2 separate regions of the Mus musculus genome follow, and region 1 is linked to region 2. The links are chromatin contacts, called in public HiCAR-type maps. All regions are on one chromosome and are shown on one strand. Each heading gives the region's core, a stretch centred on a gene start, on an enhancer-like site or on the middle of the called end of the contact. The rest is flanking DNA. Distances are from core to core; before and after follow the strand shown.

Region 1 (5,097 bases), core at 1,298-3,797, 160 kb after region 2:
TATATATATATATACACACACACACACACACACACATATATTCTGGCTACCTTTGGATCAAGATGCAGCTCCTCCTGCACCATGCCTGCCTGGATGCTGCCATGCTCCCACCTTGATGAGAATGGACTGAACCTCTGAACCTGTAAGCCAGCCCCAAATAAATGTTGTCCTTGTAAGACTTGCCTTGGTCATGGTGTCTGTTCACAGCAGTAAAACCCTAACTAAGACACACACATTCAGGGTCAATCTTTTGAAATGATGTAAAACAAAATTTTCACTTTGGAAAATAAGTGCTATTTATAAAAAACATAAGTACTCATGAGACAATGCTACTTTCAGCTTGAATTCTGGCATGAAAGGTGAATTATTTTCCCCTAACACCCGGAGGATCAATGTTCTTAGGAAATAATTTTGAAAATCGCTCGTGTAGCCTGGGTTGGGCACAGATATTAGAAGTCGTCTTTCAGAGCATTCCTAGAGAACCTTCTAGAAAACTTCTATTATCCCTCAATAAGCAGGACAACTGACTCCAAAGACCAAAGAAAGCATCCTACAACATACGCATCTGGTTGAATGACAGGAGCAGAGAGGAGAGGGCAGAACGGCTGTGCTCCGGGGTACTCTCTGGAAAGTCTCCTCATATGTCGCTGTGGCTATCAACGTCATTATTCGCAAAGTGGACGAAGGCTCTTCCTAAATCCAAAAGTTGATGACTGTGAGCACCAAGACAAGCTGAGTCCTGACACCTGGCTGCCATCCAAGGAAAAGTCATTACCACTCTGGCCTTATCTCTGCCTAGAAACCAGTTTTTCCCTGTTTTGGTTCACAAGCTAGAAAACATGGCAGCCAAGAGTATTCCCAGCACCCAATACAGTCACATGGAGACAAATTCCCCAGGTCAGGATTTGGGCCAGCCATTGCCGAAGTCAGTGGGTAGACATTACGGAATGCCGCTAATCTCCAGAAGCTGTGGATACGCAGTGCCGTCAGCCAGCGGGACCATCCAGACAGTGCTTTGATCCGATTGTCCTTATTTGCTTTTATGTGCTGTGTGACCAAAAGCACCTTGGGAGGAAAGGGTTTAATAACATCCTTCAGGCGCTACAGTCGATCATTGAGGGACACCAAGGCAGGCTGGAACACAGGGCAGGAACCTGGACACAGAAACCGATGCAGAGACCAGGGAGAAACACTGCCTTGGTCCCTAGGCTCCTGTACAGTTAGTTATCCCTATCTCCTCACGGGTGGCATCACTCACAGTGGGCTTGGGACCCACTCTTACATCAATTAGAAATTGAGAAAATGTCCCACAGACGTGGCTACAGGCAATACGATGAAGGCAGTTACTCCGCTGAGCTTCCATCTGCCCAGATGTGTCAAGTTGGCAACTGATGTAAGCTATTGAGCTGAGGGTTGGCTTTCTAAAGCATCTCCTTACCTTCGGTATAAATAGAAACATCAATTTTTGGATGTTGTAGAGACTTTTAGTTCTCCAGATGGTGACAGAGACGACGGTGTCCGTTCCCGATCTCCCGTGGCCAGGGAGGGCACAGCTGCCTGTGTGTGCCACGCATGCCCGGAAGCCATGTTATGCAAGCAACAGGGGAAGCCGAAAGTTAAAAATGAATAGTTCCTCTACCCTCGAAACTGAGCCTGTGAGGGAAATTTGGTTGACTGTGTTTGTTTAGGGAGGCTGAACTTTGAAGCCTACACTGTTGAGTGTTGAGTGTTCTGGGCTCTCATATTCTCTATATTTAATACCATCATTTGGAAAGTGAACTGACTTCACAAGTACTTTTCGCTTGCCCTGGAGAATACACACATTGGCCCAAATGGGCTTTTATTTTCCATTTTAATTTATACAGTATAAATATGAGGCTGGACTCCTTTAGAGTTAGAGGTTTCTCTGTGCAGATGTTTCTTAAAAGCCTTTTTCAATTCATACTGTTGGTTTAAAAAGAATTTCTTTTTATTAGCCTGGCTGAATGCCAGAATTGGGGTTTAAAAAAAAAAAAAATCACTGTTGCTTTTCCGCACAGAACTCTGAGGCTTCCTGTCCATGTTCGTTCCCCACCCCCCCAGCCAGCTACAAGACCGTCGGGAACTAAAGGGGATATAGCGCCATCTTGTGGCCACTGATGAGATGCAGCGCGGCGTCTCAGCTGGACGGGAGCGACTAGCCCAGGTCCTTCCCCCTCAGGATTTCTTGATTTACTTATTTGCCTTTTATTCACCATTTGGCTCAATTCACCCTAGATCTCAGGTTGTTTGGTTTTATGGAACGTATTCAACTTTGCCCCAGTAGGAGAAGATAAACCCCGCTGCATTCTGGCACGGAGGAAGGGCCATAACTTATGCTTTGGGCTTTTATTGAATTCCTCATAAAAAACAGTGTTGTGTAACTAAGTCTGTAATAAGTCTGGGAAATTTTTCAAACCTTTCCCCTTAAAACGGAGACGGGAAGCAAGAAGGCCAAATAGGCTTTCTCTCACTAGCCTGGGCTTGAAGGTGTCAATCACTGGCTCGCGCTAACTTGATTTGCTTAGTGTTTAAGGGGAGCTGGGTAAATATTAACTGAGTACCGCCTCTTCTGAGCGGGTATCAGTAGGCGTCAAACCTGCTTGCGTTGTTCCCAACTTTAAAAGGAAAGGTCTATAAACTAGGAGGCATCAATTCGTGCCGTATAATGGAGAAATGAACGCAATACCGAGAAGACAGGATGGCAGATGACACACCCGGCGTGACCCCAAGTGTGTAACGGCAAATATGCATCAGAGTGTAGCTGTCTACACACGTACATTTGTGTCAGGAGTGAAGCTCATGTAGAAGAGCATGCATAGACTCAGAACTGTGCCCAGAAAACAATATGCATATTAACATGTACTGTTCTGTGTATCATTATAATTGGTAACTATTTTCTAACCTTTTCCCATTTTTCTCTTTCTTTTTCTTTCTCCCCTTCCCTTTCTCCACCTTGCTCCCCCCCCCCACTTGCTCCAGCCCAGAGGTTCTTTCTTTATTTCTCATTACAGATGATTGTGAGTCACCAAGTGGTCGCTGGGATTTGAACTCATGACCTCCAGAAGAGCAGTCATTGATCTTAACCACTGAGCCATCTCACCAGCCCCACCCCCCTTTTTTTTCTTAACTGACCATAAATTAAAACCTTAGATGGGAGAGGGGTTGGAGAGATGGCTCAACGGTTAAAATCACTTACTGCTCTTGATAAGGACCTGTGTACCGAGCCCCCATGGGGTGGCTCACAACCACCTCTGACTCCATTTCTGAGGAATCTGATGCTCTCTTCTGACTTCCTTGGGAATCAAGCATTTCCATGGTGCACATACATACATGCAGGCAAAACCTTCATGCACACATAAAAATTAATAACTTTTAACCTAAATTCTCTGCAGCTTCTACAAGATCTCATGTCTGCTTGTTGGGGGATGCTGACTTGCTTGGGTTTAGCTTTTTGTTTGTTTTTTGTTTTTTTAAGATTTATTATTATATGTTGGTACACTGTAGCTGACTTCAGACACACCAGAAGAGGGCGTCAGATCTCATTACGGATGGTTGTGAACCACCATGTGGTTGCTGGGATTTGAACTCAGGACCTTCGGAAGAACAGTCAGTGCTCTTACCCACTGAGCCATCTCTCCAGCCCCCAGCTTTTGGTTTTTCAAGACAGGGTTTCTCTGTCTTAGTCTTGGCTGTCCTGAAACTCACTCTGAGACCAGGCTGGCCTCGAACTCAGGGATCTGCCTGTCTCTACTTCCCACGTGCTGGGGTTAAAGGCGTGAGCCACCACACCCAGCTGTGGGCTTTTGTTTAATTAAGAAAATACTAATCTTTATTACAGAAGGTAGAAAGCTGGGAGGGATTCCTGGCAGCTAGTTGTGGAAGCGTGTATGAACACGGGCAACCTCAGGGAAACTCCACACAACTGCCCTTTACAAAACCCCCTCTTTAGCCATTGAACCATCTCTCCAGCTTGCAGGTGCTTTTAACCTGGCTGCTCCACTTAGAGGCATTTATAGTGCAGAAGATGCACACAGCCACTGTCATTCAATACAGCAGCATCTGCAACAGCAAACGACACAGAGCATCCCAAGGAGCTAACCGCAGAATGGCAGATAATCGACGGAGCTCATGTTAAAGAACATTGTAAGGCAGACAAACCAGGACAGCCAGGGCTACACAGAGAAACCCTGTCTTGAAAAAACACACACAATAATAATAATAATAATAATAATAATAATAATAATAATAAATAAAAATAAAAATAGAAAGTCTTGTGGGTTTATGTGAATAATTGCCAAGACGTGTTGTCAAAACCCAGGGGTTTATGAGTTGTATTACAGGTAATAGATGGGAATACACTGAATATATACATCTGCTCGTGTGCAGAGTCAACCGTTAGAAAGGGGTGCTAACGGTGGGTACATAAATGAGCGGGAACAAATGTATCCAAGCATTTCAAACACACCGTCCTCAGTTTTAACTCCCTCAGAGTGGCGAGACCCAGATGGGCGTGGTGGCGCACGCCTTTAATCCCAGCACTCGGGAGGCAGAGGCAGGCGGATTTCTGAGTTCGAGGCCAGCCTGGTCTACAAAGTGAGTTCCAGGACAGAGAAACCCTGTCTCGAAAAACAAAACAAAAAAAAAAAAAAAAAAAAAAAAAAAACCAAAAAACCAGAGTGGCGAGACCCACTCTGATGCTCCAAGCTGAATCCCACTGATGGGAAAAGGAACCACGCTCAGGCCAGGCCTGAGTCCTCTCTCTACGTTGTGTCTGTCACTGCTCTACAGGAGGGCCGGACCTGGGAGAATGGAGCCAATGAATGAGGCGAACCAAAGTCTGCTGCAGTAGTCAACTGTATTCGGAGTCTCAGACTGTTTCTACTCGGAGAGTTTAAAAGGTCACACGAGTAAAGTTCTCGTGAGCTCAGACTGTGGACAATCACCAGGACAACCTGCACGTGGCAAAAGCATGTTTTTTTAATCCCACATAAAGGATATTTAACAACAGCGGGCAATAATGAGTGATCTGCAGTAAACCGGCTCCTATCCGCTACACCTGGGAGCATCGTGAAAACA
Region 2 (5,672 bases), core at 446-2,945:
CCATAGTGACGGAGGCAGCATAACCCTGCCATGAAAATGGACATATTGCAAATGGAAAATGGAAAATTTTGCTCCCTGTTAGATTTGGGAAGCAGATGACATTTCATTTTTCTTGTCTTTACCCCTATGGAGTTTAACAGGATAAGTCTGCATTTCAGCCACTTTCCTGGCCCTAATATTTTTGTGATCAGACAAGAACACGGTTAGCACTTAGATAGTAAGTTATCTAGTACAAATCAGGTTCCCAATGAGGACACTCTTGGGCGAATCATGATGGGGTGGAGGATTGGAAACACCAAGCCTACTGATAGTTAATGAAAAGAAAAAAATGAAGATATTTCCTTTATAGCCGAGAACATTTTCCTCCACACATAAAACAAATATCGGGCACTTAATGCTGATCCAAGAGGGGGGAAAAAATCTACCTTCCCACAACTGGAAATATAGTTCATGACAAGGATTTTTTCTTAGTGATGTCATGTGACACACTGGTTAGAATAGCAGTGTCTGAGACATCTCTGGCCAGCCATTTCTCATTTCTCAGTAGAGGAGATAGAATCTCTGTATCTATGCCTTCCATTAAAAGGCATGAGGAGCTGCTAGAGAGATGACTCAGCGGTTAAGAGCATCGACTGCTCTTCCAGAGGTCCTGAGTTCAAGTCCCAGCAACCACATGGTGACTCACAACCATCCATAATGAGATCTGATGCCCTCTTCTGGTGTGTCTGAAGACAGCTACAGCGTACTCACATATAATATAGAATTCTTTATATATATATACCATTCCATGTTTTATCATTTCGCAGAGGGACCTTGAAAATGTTAAAGAGTGCTGGGTGGATTCCAGGTTTGCTAAAGTCAAGTCTTCTAAACAAGCCTCCTTTCAGAAAAGGATTCCAGTCTCTGCTGCTCAGTTCTCTCTTGTGCCCTCTAGTGGCGTTTCTAGGCATAAGGGAAAAAAGTATGACTTTACCTGAAAAACCCACAACATTGTGAGCAGTGCCAGAGCTATAGGACCTTGATTTGCCTCTCTGCTGCTGACCTTGCCTCTCAGGTTGGCACTGCGGTCTGTTTAGCGTAAATATGCAAAGACCACCACCTTCGATTGTTATATCAGCCTCCATCTCCATTTGCCACGTGCAATAAAGCAAAGCCCAGAGCGAGATAATATATCTTCTACCGAATTAAAGAAAACCTGGACCCCTATTCCCTTTGCAATATTGTGCCCCCATTAGTGAGAGATCTTACGCTCTTTAAAAAAAAAAAGCCTCTTGGAAATGTCCCAAGGGATGTGAACAGCTAAGAACTTTGTCTCAAAAATGGAGGAGCGAACCAGTAAAATGTTTTAACCTAGCTGATAGCTCCCGAGAAGCTTTGAAGGATTCTGAAGACACCATTAAAAATTAAATAAAAAGCCTCAGCTTGGATTTGTGCATGCTTCAATAGGCAAAAAAGTTATATTTAATGCAGAGGGTGTTGAATCTGAATTAGTACAAATATTATTAATTTAATGTTCATACTGCATTTTATGGTTTATAAACTGGTTTGCCATAATTTTATACACTTTCCTCACAGTGGCACTATAAAATATATCAGCGTTTTATTTTTTCCGCTTGATGGATGAGGCGAGCCTTAATAAGTGATTCATTTCTTTCCTGTGCATATTGGTTAACTGGTAAATGATTAATTTATGTCTACATGAACTTCATCACTCAGAGTATTTATTTAAGTGTGAGTTGGTATTTATTTTGCCTGCAAAGCATTACAGTATCCAATTATATATGCATGTTTTAGAGGCAGTAAAGCAGGCACCAAAGGCTAATGCAACATTAAGTCAGATTTTAAATCCATAGTAAATTCCAAGTTAAGGTATTTAAATCAGCAGCCCCCCTTCCTCGCTGCTCATGAGGGTGAGAAATGGCTCCTCTCTAAAACAGCAAAGGGGCACCTGGGCAGTCACCAAGGAAAGACGCATTGAGATTTTTCAGAGTTCAGAATATTAACTAAAAAAAAAAAAAAAAAAACAACCCAAAACACTGACCCATTACTTTCAATGAGGACAGAAAAATAATCAAGTTCTTTCCATAAATCTGCCTGCACAACTGTTTCCTGACCGACTGTGGAGCTCTTGATTTGCCTCCCTTTGGTCTTCTCTTAGTGGGCTTTGTCAACTTTGCACCCTTAAAGTAACTGTTTCCGTGATCACTGTTTCCTTTCCTACTGTTGTGGCTGGAATCCTCTGGACAAAAGCATCTTATGGAGGAAGAGCTTGTTTTTGCCTCACAGTTCAAAAATCCCACAAGCGCCGGGGAGTCAAGTCCGCCTACGTGGGAAGCAGCCAGTCACATTTCATCCAAGCTCAGGAAGGAGAGTGGGGTGACGAATGCGTCTTTCTGCCTTCTCAGTTCACACTCTCTATTTAACCAGTTCTGGACGCTAGGCAAGAAACGGTGCCATCATAGACGGGGTCTTCCCATAACAACACAGCCATCACCCACAGGCATCCCAGTCCCGCCTCCCAGAGGATTCTAGATTCTGTAGAGCTGATTAATGACGTCACACCATGCTTGTATAGAGAAGCCTGGGTAAAACCACATACAAGGATGTGCTGGGGTCCGCTTTAAAAGACCTGCAAGTTCTTTTGCTTCCTCCTCAGCACTATCTCCAGGGCTGTGAGTTAACATCTTTCCCAGTGTGGAAGGTGACTAAACTCTAAGATTCCCAAAATGTTTCCTCCCTCAGCTCTGATTCAGCTGCAGGGGGAGCAAGGTGGGGGGTAGCGAGGGGGCCGCATCACACTGCTTCTGATGCCCCTCTCCTGCCGCTTACACCGTGATACCGTGATGTTTCTCTCACGATACCCTCCCTATCATGATAACCAGGAAATGATGTCGCTACCATGATAACCCCTATCACGTTGCCCCTACCTGGATACCTCTGTTATGACTCTTCCATCTTGCTGTAAATTCAATCCAACAATTTAGGATGGAGAAGCAGCAGAAAATTAATTTTATTGAGTCAGCTAGAATATGCTTTCTTTATGTGCTTTCTGTAACCTCCCTTATCTCCAGACCTCAGAACTCTTTGAGACAATTAGACCTAGACTTAAAAAATAAATACATAAATTTTTCATTGCAAAAACTCCCTGTCCTGGTGTCTCCTGAAAAAAAAAAAATCTCAAAAAGTCTAAATATTGACAGGGCTACACGTTGTTGAAGGCAGCTGATGGGAAACACATTGTGTGGGTGAATACGTCAACTCTTCCAAGACACAGGGATTCTCTCTCGAGTGTAAAATGTACTTTTGGAATCATTAAGTACTTCAAATCCAGGAAGTGTTCTGAGGCAATTTTAATGAAAATAGTTTTCTTCTTTAAAACATTTCTGTACATGTATAAATACACGTGATGGCCCGTTACCACACGTTTAAGTTTGTGTGCTTTGCCACGTAGACAAAATGTTAACAAATTTTTAAACAAGAGACATTAATAGAAAGAAATGTCACTGAATTCTCCTCTGTGGGCTTTTGCTTAAGGATTAAATATAGCACCAACAAAAGAGATCCAGAGCACAGCTTCCTCACTCAGAATTAGCCGACCCGGTTTCCTGGATTATTTTTATATAGTAATGACTACACACATATATGGAAAGAGAAAATATAAATACTCCAGCCATCTTACTTGCTGTCAGTAAAACAGGAAAAGATGTGCATGCAATAAAAATAAATGTCCCGAATATAAAAAGCATAGAAATCCCATGCTTTTGAAACCCCTTTCATCTGGTTTAGATGTCTGATGAGACACTGTCCCACCTCTCCAGATTGCCCAGATAGCCAAGATCTCCCAGCATTCCTTGTGAACCACAGGCTGAGAATTGTTTACAGTTCTTGCTACCCCCACCCCCTCCTGTCCATTTATTTGACATGTATTACAGCTTCCAAATTGGAGGTGTCATTTTCCCCCTTGGGAAGTCCACGTCCTTATCTAGCCTTATGAGAGGGTTGTGAGCTTATATCACTTTCTAGTACACAGTGAGCTAAGTGGGTGGAGAACCAGATAAGATTTCTTCCGTGTCTGTCTTTTCTATAGTCCTGTCTCATAACATGAGACACAAGCGGGTATGGTCCCTCTTTCTCAGGTACTGTGCCTGGTCCCTCGGTTCTAGTACGAGAGAACCCTCCTTCTGGTTCAGTGCCGTCTCTAGATATAATTCAGTTAGCTTTTGACAAAAGGAAATATTTCAAAGACTTTCTTCTAATTTACCTACTTTTAAGTTTACATAAAAGTATGTGCTATATTTGGATCATGTTAGCTCACGTCTTTTTCCTTATCTTATGGGCCATCTTGGTTTCTTAGCTTCCTTTGTCTCTTGATCATGTCAAATATGCACACATGATTTTGGGTGTCTATGTAAATTCTGAGAACCGCCAATGAGAGAATACCGTGGCTCACATCTTTCTAAAACCGACTTAACTCGCCTAATATTTTTATGCGGAAAATGTTGAAAACTAACAGCAGTCATAAGTGAGAACCCTGAACGCTCTTTGAGGGTGATCCAACCAGGTCACCATGATTTATGGGAGTGGCACCGGGAGAATGTACAGACCCTCGTTTAGCATCCAGGTACCGAGTGCACCATTTGCACAACCATGATCTGGAATTTCCCTTTCAGCTTAACATGTCAGTGTCTCATCCACGTGTAACTTAAAAATCCTCCTGACTGAACATTCCTACCCTTCAGAAGTTGGTTTATGGGTTTATTTACCGGTGGATAAGGATAGTATCTTAATGTAGAGAGAAGACCATGAGGACAATGCCGGGTGATGGGGAAGGATGATGAATGAGCAAAAGGACCCATGGGGCATGAAAGAGGAAAAGAGTCCAGGCTAGGGAGGGCTGCATGGGTGGGACTGGGGGGAGGGGACTGGGGAAAAGGGGAGGGGTCAGGAGTAGAAGAGCTTCGAGCGAGACAGAGGAAGAAGAAGCACAGAACGCAATTGGTTCAAGCATGTTGTGATTACATCTAATATGCTCTATGCTGATTTTAGAAATAAGAACATTGTAGAAAATCTATTGTGTCTTTACGGCAGTTGAAAGAGTAAAATCCCAACCTAATACAGGAATCCTTCCCTGTAGGGGAGGGCAGGGAGGGAGAGAGGGAAAGAGGGCGGAGAGGGAGGGAGGGAGAAAGAGAACTGCATTAACCTCTCGTGACTCTAAAACACTGGCTCTTTCTGATAGGTTATTTCTCCGCTGGTGAAATGAGCCAATTCAAGACAGATTAGATTATATTAAAGGCAGGTGTATTGGGAAGCTGCTGTCTGGGGAGTTCACTGGCCCCAAGGATTGAGGCCAAGGGAGTCGCCATGAGGAGAGGGGAGGGGGGGCTCATGCAGAGAGAGAAGCAAAAACAAGAGAGAGGAGGGAGGAAGGGAGAGACAGAGACAGAGAGAAAAAAAGAGAGAAGAAGGGAGGGAAGAGGAGAGAGAGAGAGAGAGAGAGAGAGAGAGGGAGAGAGAGAGAGAGAGAGAGAGAGAGTGCAAAATGTCTGGTTCTATAGGGAGGAGCCTGTGGGGGAAGGGCAGCCCAGTTACAACTGTTGCTGAGTGGGAAAACACAGCAATAGTCAGTGCAGCTCACTAGCTTGCCTGTAATCCTAACACTGGGGAGGCAA

Evidence for each region. HiCAR-type assays count read pairs that join an accessible place to other places.
Region 1: a contact with region 2 is called in a HiCAR-type map of kidney, with 3 times the contacts expected there. The contact joins two enhancer-like sites. A contact is called at or near these places in 2 of 39 promoter capture datasets (the 3T3-L1 cell line and liver), 1 of 15 datasets of contacts at CTCF or cohesin (the NIH/3T3 cell line), 3 of 484 Hi-C or Micro-C datasets (Sertoli cells, bone marrow-derived macrophages and embryonic stem cells), 6 of 115 datasets of contacts at active chromatin or transcription factors (embryonic stem cells, fibro-adipogenic progenitors and kidney) and 3 of 9 other capture datasets (adipose tissue, embryonic stem cells and pancreatic islet).

What each region holds. Positions count from the first base shown.
Region 1 is chr10:69,319,309-69,324,405 of GRCm38.p6, forward strand. No RefSeq gene overlaps it. Among named protein-coding and RNA genes, the nearest start is that of 4930423B08Rik, 6.4 kb to the right of the region's middle. Within about 2 kb of position 2,548, at least 47 of the 459 cell types and tissues checked have an H3K27ac peak or open chromatin away from gene starts, as enhancers often do. A contact at or near this core is called in kidney and liver, where this site is marked.
Region 2 is chr10:69,164,351-69,170,022 of GRCm38.p6, forward strand. It overlaps a transcript of Rhobtb1 not described here. Among named protein-coding and RNA genes, the nearest start is that of Gm33263, 16 kb to the left of the region's middle. Within about 2 kb of position 1,696, at least 18 of the 459 cell types and tissues checked have an H3K27ac peak or open chromatin away from gene starts, as enhancers often do. A contact at or near this core is called in kidney and liver, where this site is marked.